Regions from separate parts of the Ovis aries genome. Here region 1 is linked to region 2. A link is a contact called in public Hi-C data. All regions are on one chromosome and are shown on one strand. Each heading gives the region's core, a stretch centred on a gene start, on an enhancer-like site or on the middle of the called end of the contact. The rest is flanking DNA. Distances are from core to core; before and after follow the strand shown. Region 1 holds the start of MATR3 (matrin 3). Region 2 holds the start of CTNNA1 (catenin alpha 1).

What was found. A called contact is a pair of places that touch in the nucleus more often than the background predicts.
Region 1: a Hi-C map of tail adipose tissue shows a contact between it and region 2, with 4 times the contacts expected there. The contact joins the promoter of MATR3 here to the promoter of CTNNA1 in region 2. A contact is called at or near these places in 6 of 16 Hi-C or Micro-C datasets (hypothalamus, mesenteric adipose tissue, muscle and 2 more).

The regions. Positions count from the first base shown.
Region 1 is chr5:48,247,750-48,252,655 of ARS-UI_Ramb_v3.0, forward strand. MATR3 (matrin 3) reads left to right here and starts at 2,609. Exons shown (of 17, transcript XM_060415830.1): 1 at 2,609-2,733; 2 at 4,242-4,280.
Region 2 is chr5:47,581,205-47,586,345 of ARS-UI_Ramb_v3.0, forward strand. CTNNA1 (catenin alpha 1) reads left to right here and starts at 2,162. Exons shown (of 21, transcript XM_060415818.1): 1 at 2,162-2,212. HSPA9 (heat shock protein family A (Hsp70) member 9) reads right to left here and starts at 1,764. Exons shown (of 17, transcript XM_004008840.5): 1 at 1,582-1,764; 2 at 184-242. The coding sequence starts at 1,662.

The sequences.
Region 1 (4,906 bases), core at 1,359-3,858, 670 kb after region 2:
TTAGGTTGTATCATGTGAATTAGTATTCATTTCTTGTTATGGCCAAAATATATTTCACTGTATAGATATACCACATTTGTTTATTCATTTGTCGGTTAAATGACATTTGTTTCAACTTCTTAACTCTTAACAATTAATGCTATGAACATGTGTGTGCAAATTTTTGTGTAGATTTGCACTTTCACTTTCTTGGGTATATACCTAGGTGTGGAATGGTTGAGCCTTAAAGTAACTCTATGTCTAATACTATGAGGAACTGCCAGGCTGTTTTCCAAAGCACCTGCACCATTTCACATTCCTATCAGCAGTGTATGAGGGTTCCAATTTCTCTATATCCTTGCCAATCCCTATATGCCTTTGGGAAATAAGGACTACTACAGGGCCCCACTCTAACTTGGGTAGCTATTATAGAGCAGCACCAAGGGGTACAGGGACGCAGGAGGGATCCTTCTTCTACTCTAAGCCTTTACGGTCAGCCAGAGGGAATACTGATACCTTTAGTGCTCTCCTTGATTCCGCAGGCAAGGTTCTCTGCCCCCTGACATATGTCCAAGGATACTTATTTTACTTATCTTTCTTCCCCACTAGATTGTAAGCTTTAGGTAGGCTGGAATTTCCACTCCTCTGACTTTAACACAGTACCTGATCAGGATCTGGTAAACGGTAGATGTTCACTAAATGTTGATTGGCTGATTGACTAATTGAACAAGTGATTAAATATTTCTCTACTGGTGATTCTTGTCTAGAGAAGCGAGGAAAAGAGCAGTCTCAAGGGCAAAACACATCCAGTAAGGAAGCAAGATGGAAAGGATAAATGGAGGAGAAAGGGAAAGGCAGGCAAGAAGCTTGGAAACAAAAAAAAAAAAGAAGCTTGGAAACCTAGTGTCCTTTGGGGCCAGCTTTGCAATTATGAGGTCAAACTCGGGGCTAATGGACCTATTCTAATCCTTTGCATCTGGCTGCTTTTTTCTCTCAAAAATTTTCCCTTTTCTTTTTCATTATTATTCCTAACAATTTTGTCTTTATAAGAATAAGAAACAAACAGGTAGAAAAGTAGTTGATACTATAAGTAAAAGACCACATAATACAACTCACCAAAATGAATTCAGAACTTGAAAGGATGGAGATTAAGACTATAAACGATTTTTTAACCGGAAAATGAAGAAATCATAATCTAGGTTTTCCTCAAAAGGACACTGAATGGCCTATACCTTAAAAAGGTGACTCCATTTTCAATACCACATGAGAACATGGCCCATCTCTCAGCCTTACTTACTTACTTCCCTCTACACAAATTCTGCCTTCTCCTTGGACTGATCTGTGAATTCAGGTGACTCCAAGTTATTTGGTCCCTCTGTCCCCAAAGGCCCTGGTATCTCTGTTCTCAATTACTTCCTGTCTCTGCTCTGAAAGCACACATGCACACTTTCACACAAACTTCATCTTTCCTTTTCATGAATCCTCAGGGTAGCTGTCCCTTCTTCATTTTGTGTGTATGGAACAAAAGAAAGCAAAATACATGAGATGCCAATGCAATTTCTCCTTTAGCAGAGCTCTGCAGGACAATTACCCACCCAATCGGCCCAGTTTTACAGCTCTCATAACCATCTTTTATGAACACACTATGATAGCTGGATGTGGGCACTGATTAGGGCAGCAGTCTTCAGCCACATTCCTATTTAACTGCAAAGCAGATCTCCTGCCTACCAGCTCAGCACTGATCATGTGATGTTTTTAAATACTGTATTTATGTAAGCCTTTTTCCTACCAGAGACTGTGTCCAACTCCATCCATACTGGGGCGGGGCGGGGGGCGGGGCGGGGGTGGTGGTGGCGGTTTGTGTTTGCCACTTCAGGGCTCTCTATCCTTAGAGCCTAAAATTTTTTCCTGGAATCAATGTAGGACTCTAGGCTTTCTCAGCAGAGGTCTGGGAGGGTTGGGTTTATAGGAAGCACATTTTTTCCCCATTATGAAATACCTGAGGAAATTCAGATAATAAGACATGCTGGCAGATGACAAGGACTTTGGCTACTCCCAAGGGTTCACCTGACAAAGATGCCAGGTGCAACAGATGGGCAGAGCCAACCAGATGCTGGGGGTTGGGGGCAGGGAGATGCTAGAAACAAAGTGGCTTTAGACTTTGGAAAATTATAGAATGGATTTAGGAAGTACTGCTACTGGACCTTGCCTTTCTCATCCTCAGCTTCACCAAAATGTTCAGTAGGAGAGAATCATATTGACTTCAAGTAATGAGGGGAGGATTAGTGTTCAAAAGAAATGCTGATAACCTGGTGGGCAACCCGTCCAGACCAAAGATATGGCCTCTTTGGCTGACTGTGCCACGGTGGAAGGCAAGTTTGGCAGAGAAAGCCAGTACTCTTTAGCTGCTGCAGCTCAGCTAAAGATCCCACTCAGGGCCCCAGGGATGTGGTCCCGCTGTAGGAGCGACTAGCATAATCCGGGCGAAAACCTCCTGGAAAGATCCCCAAAACCAAGGTGACCTGTGTGCGTGGGCGATCCGTTGGCTGAGTGACAGAAATGCTGAAGAAAGCCAGGAAGAGGATCTGCGTGGGAGGAGGAAAAAGCGTGGGCTGAGCTTGCAGCAACCAAAAGGCGCCACATACGTGTGCGAGGAACCCGCGGCGCTCGGAGTGGGCTGACAGGAAGCACCGCCCCACTAGGACACATCAAGTTTTCTCTTAAGCAGTTTCAAACCCAGCGTGCTTTCCACGCGTAAGTACAAATGAGATGGCTGTCAAATAACCGTAGCGCTTGTTCGGAATTCTATCTTTTCTCTTCTTGGGTCTAGCTCCTGTGTAGAGTATGCCCATCTCTACCACAGCTCTCCCATTTTCCTAACGCTTTCCTGGGCGGGGTTTCTGGGCCCCGCCCACCGAGGGCCCGCCCAGTAGCCGCCCCGGGGCGGGGCTCCCCTCGGCGCCCGACTGCCCTTTTCCCCGGCGGTCTCTGACCCGGCTGCTGTGTCCCTACCGAGCTCCGGACACGTGCCGGTGAGTAAGGGCAAAGTGGGGAGAAGCCTTGGAGGTTTACCAGCAGGGGCGAGAGACAGTGGTTTGGAGGCTTCTTCCGAGGCACGGGACGAAACTGGGGCTCATTCCCTAGTGACCCAAGGTTTGGAGGGCATCTTGAAGAAATGCTGAGGGATCGCGCCCCAAGAGTCACCCCGTTTTCTACCATCCCTGCTGTCCCTGGAGAGTTGCCGAGAGTCGGTCTCGGGGAGCCTTGGTCCCCAGGCACTAGGGCCAGGGACTTGGGAAGGTTCGTGAGGAACACGTGGTCGGGTGGAGCTCTGTCAGTCCCTTCAACCCGAGCGCCGAAAGGGACAGGCTATTTTTAGATTCGTTTTTAGACCTGGACAATGAGCCCTCTATTTTCCTTTTCCTCTAATTTTGGAAACGTTTTGGAGTGAAATTAGAGGAAGGCTGGGAAAAAGTATTGTCTTAGATACTCTCACCTTATACAAACAAGGTAAATCGTAAGGGTGAATGGGAAGGAATGTTTATTAACATTTTTGCAAACATTTTGGTTATTGTTTTCAACCAGTAGTTGGGGTCGTTGGCAGGAATGGCAACCTAACTGCCGCTAGTTTCTTTAACATCCGTTACTGCATCCAGTTATTTTTAAAATGCTGCTTTTAAGAAATAAAATAAAATGCTGCTTTTATGGTTCAATAGATCACATAATTGAGGCCCTTCTCAATCTAGTTTCAACCAGCCTTTCCAATTTTTAGCGCCCATTGCTTTCCAAGGGTAAGTTCCCCTTCTGCTCACCAGTATTCATCATTTCTTTGCTTAGAGTAAGTTCCTGACAATAGCAAATGTTTAGTGCCCAGTATATAGCAGATATTATCTTATGCACTTAATTTATATTCCATTTAAACCTCCTGAACACCCGGTGTACAACACCCCCATTCTATAAATGAGACAGGTACAGAGGTTAAGTTATTTGCCCACTGTCACTTGGCTGTTAAGTAACAGCCAAGCTTCCTGATAACTTGTTGATGAAATCATTAATTTGCTACTGTTGAACTGCTGTTGTATGCAAGTAAGAATGACGAAAATAAAGCTAGCCAAAGGAAAGCTGTTTGTTTTATTGTTGACTATCATTTCTGTGGTTCAGGCCTCACTAAGTTAAGGGAGTTTTGAGGGTAGGGGTCTTAAACACCACACAAGTGTTCACTAACTGTTGGCTGTCTATAACCTGGAGTGCTTTGATTGCAGAGCATCCGGCTGTGAACTTTTGAGCAGATGCAGCCCCAGGTAAGTGCAGCCCCATTAACCTATCTTTGGCCCCAGCTGTAGGCAGCTGCCTAGGTTTCCGTGTACCTAGGCAAGTGTTACACTGCTGGGAGAACAGCAGCCGATAGCTGGTTGGCATTCTGGGCCTGGTTCATGCCTACTCTGTTGTTAACTATACCAGGATGCCAGCACAGTTGTTTTTCCATTGAGGTTAAATCTGCAAGCATGTGCCTTTGCAGGGAGAAACCTAACACGGAGAATGGTTCTGGTCTGACAGGTTTGACTAGTATGAAGTTCTTTGAATCATACCTTGGAAACAGAAGAAATAGAGGGATATATAAATAGAAAAAGTTGAGGCTTTTTTTTTTTAGTCTACTGAGTGCTCAAAGGGGACCATGGGATTTTTGCAGATTTCAATGAAATCAAAGTTCATAGCTCCCACTCCTCTACCAACACAGAGCTACTCAGGATAATCCCTTTGTAGAAAGATTTTATAACTGTAGTCACTTGTGAGAATGCCATACCTTACAAGGAATGTAGATGTGAATTTGCTTTAAAATGATGAGCATTCTTTAATCTCATTAATAGAATATAAAAATAGCAATTAATTGAGGGGCTCCAAATACTAGGTCTAGCTATAGCAATAC
Region 2 (5,141 bases), core at 912-3,411:
AAGGTAAACCTTGAAGAAGGTTTGCTAGAAAACAATTATTTGCTAGTGTGGTGAAATAAACACTCTATTAATAAATATAACAGTGGTTTTTTTCCTGAACAAAATAATCATAAATTTAGAGACCATTAGTCTGGGACTTAATAGTTATCATCTTACTATTAAAGAAAATGAAATTATACTTACGCATAGTCCCGCCTTGAAACAATTCTAAAAGCCTCATGACTAAGGCCATTCCAGCCATCCTTAAAAAAAAAAAATTGCATCAGCCATCAGCTACACATGAAAACTTGGGCTTGTTTTAACTATTCTTCTGAAGAATATGTGAACGTTTGAGATTTTCATTCTGAGTGGCTACCATGCATAAAGTTCTTCGAAATTGTAAAATATTTTATATATAACAGGCATAACGGTACTGACACAGCAATCAAGTCCAATAAAGTATAAATTTTCCAAATAAGTCAAACAAACAAGTACATGTAAAACTGTCCTGAATTACATTAACAAAAGGTTTCTCAATTTCAGCATTATTGATTTTGAACAAAACTTTTGTTGGGAGCTGGGCTGTTCACTGCAGGATGTTCAGCAACAATTTGGACCTTTACAACTAGAACCTAGTAGTAGCATGGTTACCCAGACTGTAACAACCAAAGTCTTTTTCAAACACTGCCAAACATCCCCTGGAGAAGCAAAAATACATTACAAAATAACTACTCAATTTCACTGTCACAGCAGTGTCCACTTAAGATCCACACATGTGTGTGTTGCAAATATAGATTTAACTTAATCTGAGTCATTTCCCCTGATGTTGCCAAGCTAATGCTTTAAGGGGAATAGAATTAGCCACCTTCTTAAGTCAGTTTGGGGTGGGGGCGGAATGTGGAGTAGGGGGGGAAAAAATGTCAGGACTGGCCTCTGATCAGGATCAAAGACCTCTGTTACATTCTCACCTCAGGCTATTGCAAGTTGTCCTTTACTCAACCTGAGCGCAAAGAAACACAATTACAAAAGATGTGTTTCTACTCTTACACGATAATGAGCAATCACTCCATGCCCTTTTCCTGATTTGCTTATTTTTTTTCTGAAATAACGGAGATGAAGATTCTGGGAAAACCACTATTACATGTTCGCAAACGAGAAAATCAGAGCTTGACTTTTAATTTATTGCTCGGATGCTCTTTCTTCCTTCGTCATATCATAGTAACGGGGTCCTTGCACACTCCGGATTTTAGAAGACTCCTTCTACCCGTAAGCGAAAATAAAAACTATAATAGCTATTCCTTCCCTATAGACTACGACCTCAAGGCCCAAACTGCGTAATCCGTATCAAAAAGCCTATCAGAACGACTACCAGCTACTTGGTGAAATATAACAGTGAAATTAAACTCTACGCTCCCAAGGAGTGTGACTCAGCAAAGAGAGAAAGGCAAAACCCTGAATTAATCCTTGAATCAGCAACACTGAATACTGTATTTTCCATCGCTCCTCTTTCCCGGAGGATTCTGACCCCGAAGGCCGCGCGCGGCCTGCCGCACTGAGTCCCAAGACCGTGAGCCCCTCAGGGAGGGCCCGGCAGTCCCTTACTTGGTGGCGGGCGGCTGTGGGGCCCCGGGAGGCTGCGGTGCCGACGAGACGGGATACTGCGGCTCGGCTGGCGCTTATCATGGCTGCTAGACGGTGGAAGTACGAGACAGCAAAGAGACGCTCGGACGGTCGAGGGTAGCGCGGCGCAGAGGTGCTAGCGATTCTGGAAACCTCCTACCACGTGGGGTGAGGGGCGGGGGTTGACCGCTGAGGCCTGGAAGCCCGCTCATCGTCTGAGGCGCCGCCCGTGCTGCCTGATCAGAGAATACCTGGTATGCCGCGCCCAGAGGCAGGGCCTATGGCTAATACGCTTCGAAGCCTGATAGTTGGGAACAATATGTCCTTCTGCGCCTGCTGCAGAAGGTCAGGGCTCCATGAGAGACGGGAGGTCTAAGAGCGGTATAAGGCAGAACTGTGGACAACCCCGGTCCTTGGAAGCAGGAAGGACTCAAGGTCACACGGGATAAACTGCGAACAGATTACAGCCTCCTTGCGTCAGTTACGCGAGAGGAGGGGTCTGTTGCGCTTGCGCAACTGGCTGCCCGCCGAGGGCCTGGAGCGCATGTGCACAGGGAGTAGTGAAAAACGGGGTGGAGCCTGACTGCCGCTGTCATAGGGTGCTCCAGCTCACGTGAGTTTCGTCCTCCCCACCCCCGTTTCCCTGGGAGATCCTGGCGGCCGCAGGGTCCGCTCGAGTTGACTTTTCCTTCTGGAGGAGGGCGCCATTTTGTCCTGCGTTTTTGTTCAATGTAAACCTGGGGTTTAAAACCTTTGTTGCTCACCCTTGTCCTTTGTCTTTTGACTGCCTGTTGCTGTTGCAGTAACTTGAAGTACACCTGCATGTGGAGACGTTAGGCGAATTTTTTCTGTGTTTTAGGACAGGGACCTTGGGTTTTGAACTACTGAAGAAGACTTTAATTCATACAAAGCATTGGGTTACCTTAGGCTAATTATCGTGCAGACCATCTAGAGAAAAGCATATCTGAGCTCAAGATCCTACTACTGGGCCTTTCTGAGACTCAGAAACCAAGCGGGCCCCTGTGGGGCCCACCTGGGCAGGAAAGCCCTTCTTTCCCCCCTGTTGCTTGTTTATAGACTTCTTTTAGCTTCTTTGGAATTCAGTCGAATTCCAGATTTCAGCAGTTGCTTATTAGGGGACGGAAACAAAAGAGGCATAGTCAAGTAAAAATAGCACAGCACTGGGGCACGGTCTTGGTTCCTCCTCAGGGAGTGTGTGGTCAGCTGTGTCTTAGTGACTCCACAGACTGTAGCCCACCAGGCTCCTCTGGAATTTTACCAGGCAAGAATGCTGGAGTGGGTTACCATTTCCTTCTCTGGGGGATCTTCCTGACCCAGGAATTGAACCCCTGTTGCTTGCTTTGGCAAGCTTGGTCTTTACCACTAACATCACCTGAATATAGTAGTATTTATGAGTTCTATGGGAATTAGGCCCTGCCTAGATAGAGAATGGTAACTTAAACTTGAGGGCAAGATTCCTCACTACCAACCTACCAGAAGGAAGTCACATGCCTTGCAGCCCTCACCCCAAATTTTTCCTATAAAAACTTACTCTCTACACGCTCTCAGTTCAGGGATTTACTTAGAGCATGAGCCACCCTTTCTCCTTGCTTAACCCTGCAATAAAACCTTTCTCTGCTCCAAACTCCTGTTTTGGTTGGTTTGGCTTCACTGTGTGTCAGGCACACAAACTTGTATTCTGTAACAGGTCCTCAGGCCCATCTGGGAAACCTTGCTGCATGGGACAGCGGATGTCGGTTGTGTAATAAGATGCCAGTGACTTCTTAAGTCTCAAAGTCCGATTTCAAGAGAGAAAGATGCTCCGCTATTACAATGTGAGGACTTGTGAAGGAAATTTTGAGGCAGTTTGGGAGGGAAAGAAGACAGCTGAAGAGTTTACCTTGGAAGAGAGAGGGGAAGTGGGAGTAAGAAAATAAAGCTCCAACACTGTATTGTTTATAGGTTACACAGGTCCTTTTAAGAAGTACCGTCACACTCTTATTTATTATTTATTATTATTACTTGTCTACCTAGTGCTTTCATTTCTCTTGTTTTGTTAATTCCCTCAAAAGTAGATTTTTCTGCAGTCATCAAAGCGACAGTCTAATGACCCCTATTTTTAGGATATTTGTATACTAAAACAATACATTGATGCTGAAGAACATTGAGGGGAGAGATAAATTGGGAGCTTGTGGTTGAGGTATGCACACTATTATATATAAAATAGGTAACCAATAAGGACCTACTGTATAGCACGGGGAATGCTACTGGATACACTGTAATGACCTATATGAGAAAAGAATCTAAAAAAGAGTGGATATATGTATTTGTGGAGAAGGTAATGGCACCCCACTCCAGTACTCTTGCCTGGAGAATCCGATGGACGGAGGAACCTGGTAGGCTGCAGTCCATGGGGTCGCTTAGAGTCGGATACAACTGAGGGACTTCACTTCCACTTTTCACTTCCATGTGTTGGAGAAGGAAATGGCAGCCCACTCCAGTGTTCTTGCCTGGAGAATCCCAGGAGTGGGGGAGCCTGGTGGGCTGCCGTCTGTGGAGCCACACAGAGTCGGACTCCACTGCAGTGACTTGGCAGCAGCAGCAGCATATGTATTTGTATAGCTGATTCATCTGGTTGTACACCTGAAACTAGCACAACGTTGTAAAGCAACTATGCTCCAATAAAAATTTTCAAAAAAGAACATAGAAACATAGGGACGAATGATAAATAATATTAAACATGGAAGCAAAGTAGAAATTGAAAATTTCACATCCCTACCTTGCATATGACACGGAGGAGGGCAAGTGAGATAATTGGTATTAACTGCATCCTCTTCACATCTCTCTTTTATCTACTAATTCTCCTAAGAATTTGCTCTTTTTCCTTCTTGTTGCATACACATAAAAACCACTAAGTGTTAGTCAGAAGAATTCTGGAATCAAATAGTGTTAACTATTTGATTAAAGGCTGTGTGAGAGGATGATTCTGGGGATACACATATCGCTGAGGTTTTTGTTGGTTTCCCCAAGAGCCTGGTAAATACTCAATATGACCACAAGGGGGATTATTGTAGCTCTAGACATTATTCAAAGCAGTATCCTGAGAATGAGGCTGCATGTATCCTATTATTTGCCTGAGTGAAGGACAAGCTTTGGGGTTGGTTTGTAAATTCACATAGCCTGCAGCCTGAAGGCTGGCAGAAATGAGCCTGAGTCTAAAAAGAAATAGGATGCAAATGAATAAGACTGGGCAATTAGATCCATGGTTGGCTGGTACAATTCTTCATCATATAACACAGCGCTGTATTCCATTTCTCTGTTATCATTTCAGTGTCATACTGAAAAGTGAAAGGAGTTGGTACATAATTTTCATGTAGGTAATTGTTTACCAGGTATAACAGACAGCTGTCTAATACCTGTGCATATTATGTTTTAAATTATAACTTTTAAACATTTAATTCCCAATCGTTAATAGGAATTGTCTTTAAATAGTAATCACTTAATAGTTGTCAAGTGTTACTTAAGTACTCCACTGTCCTAAA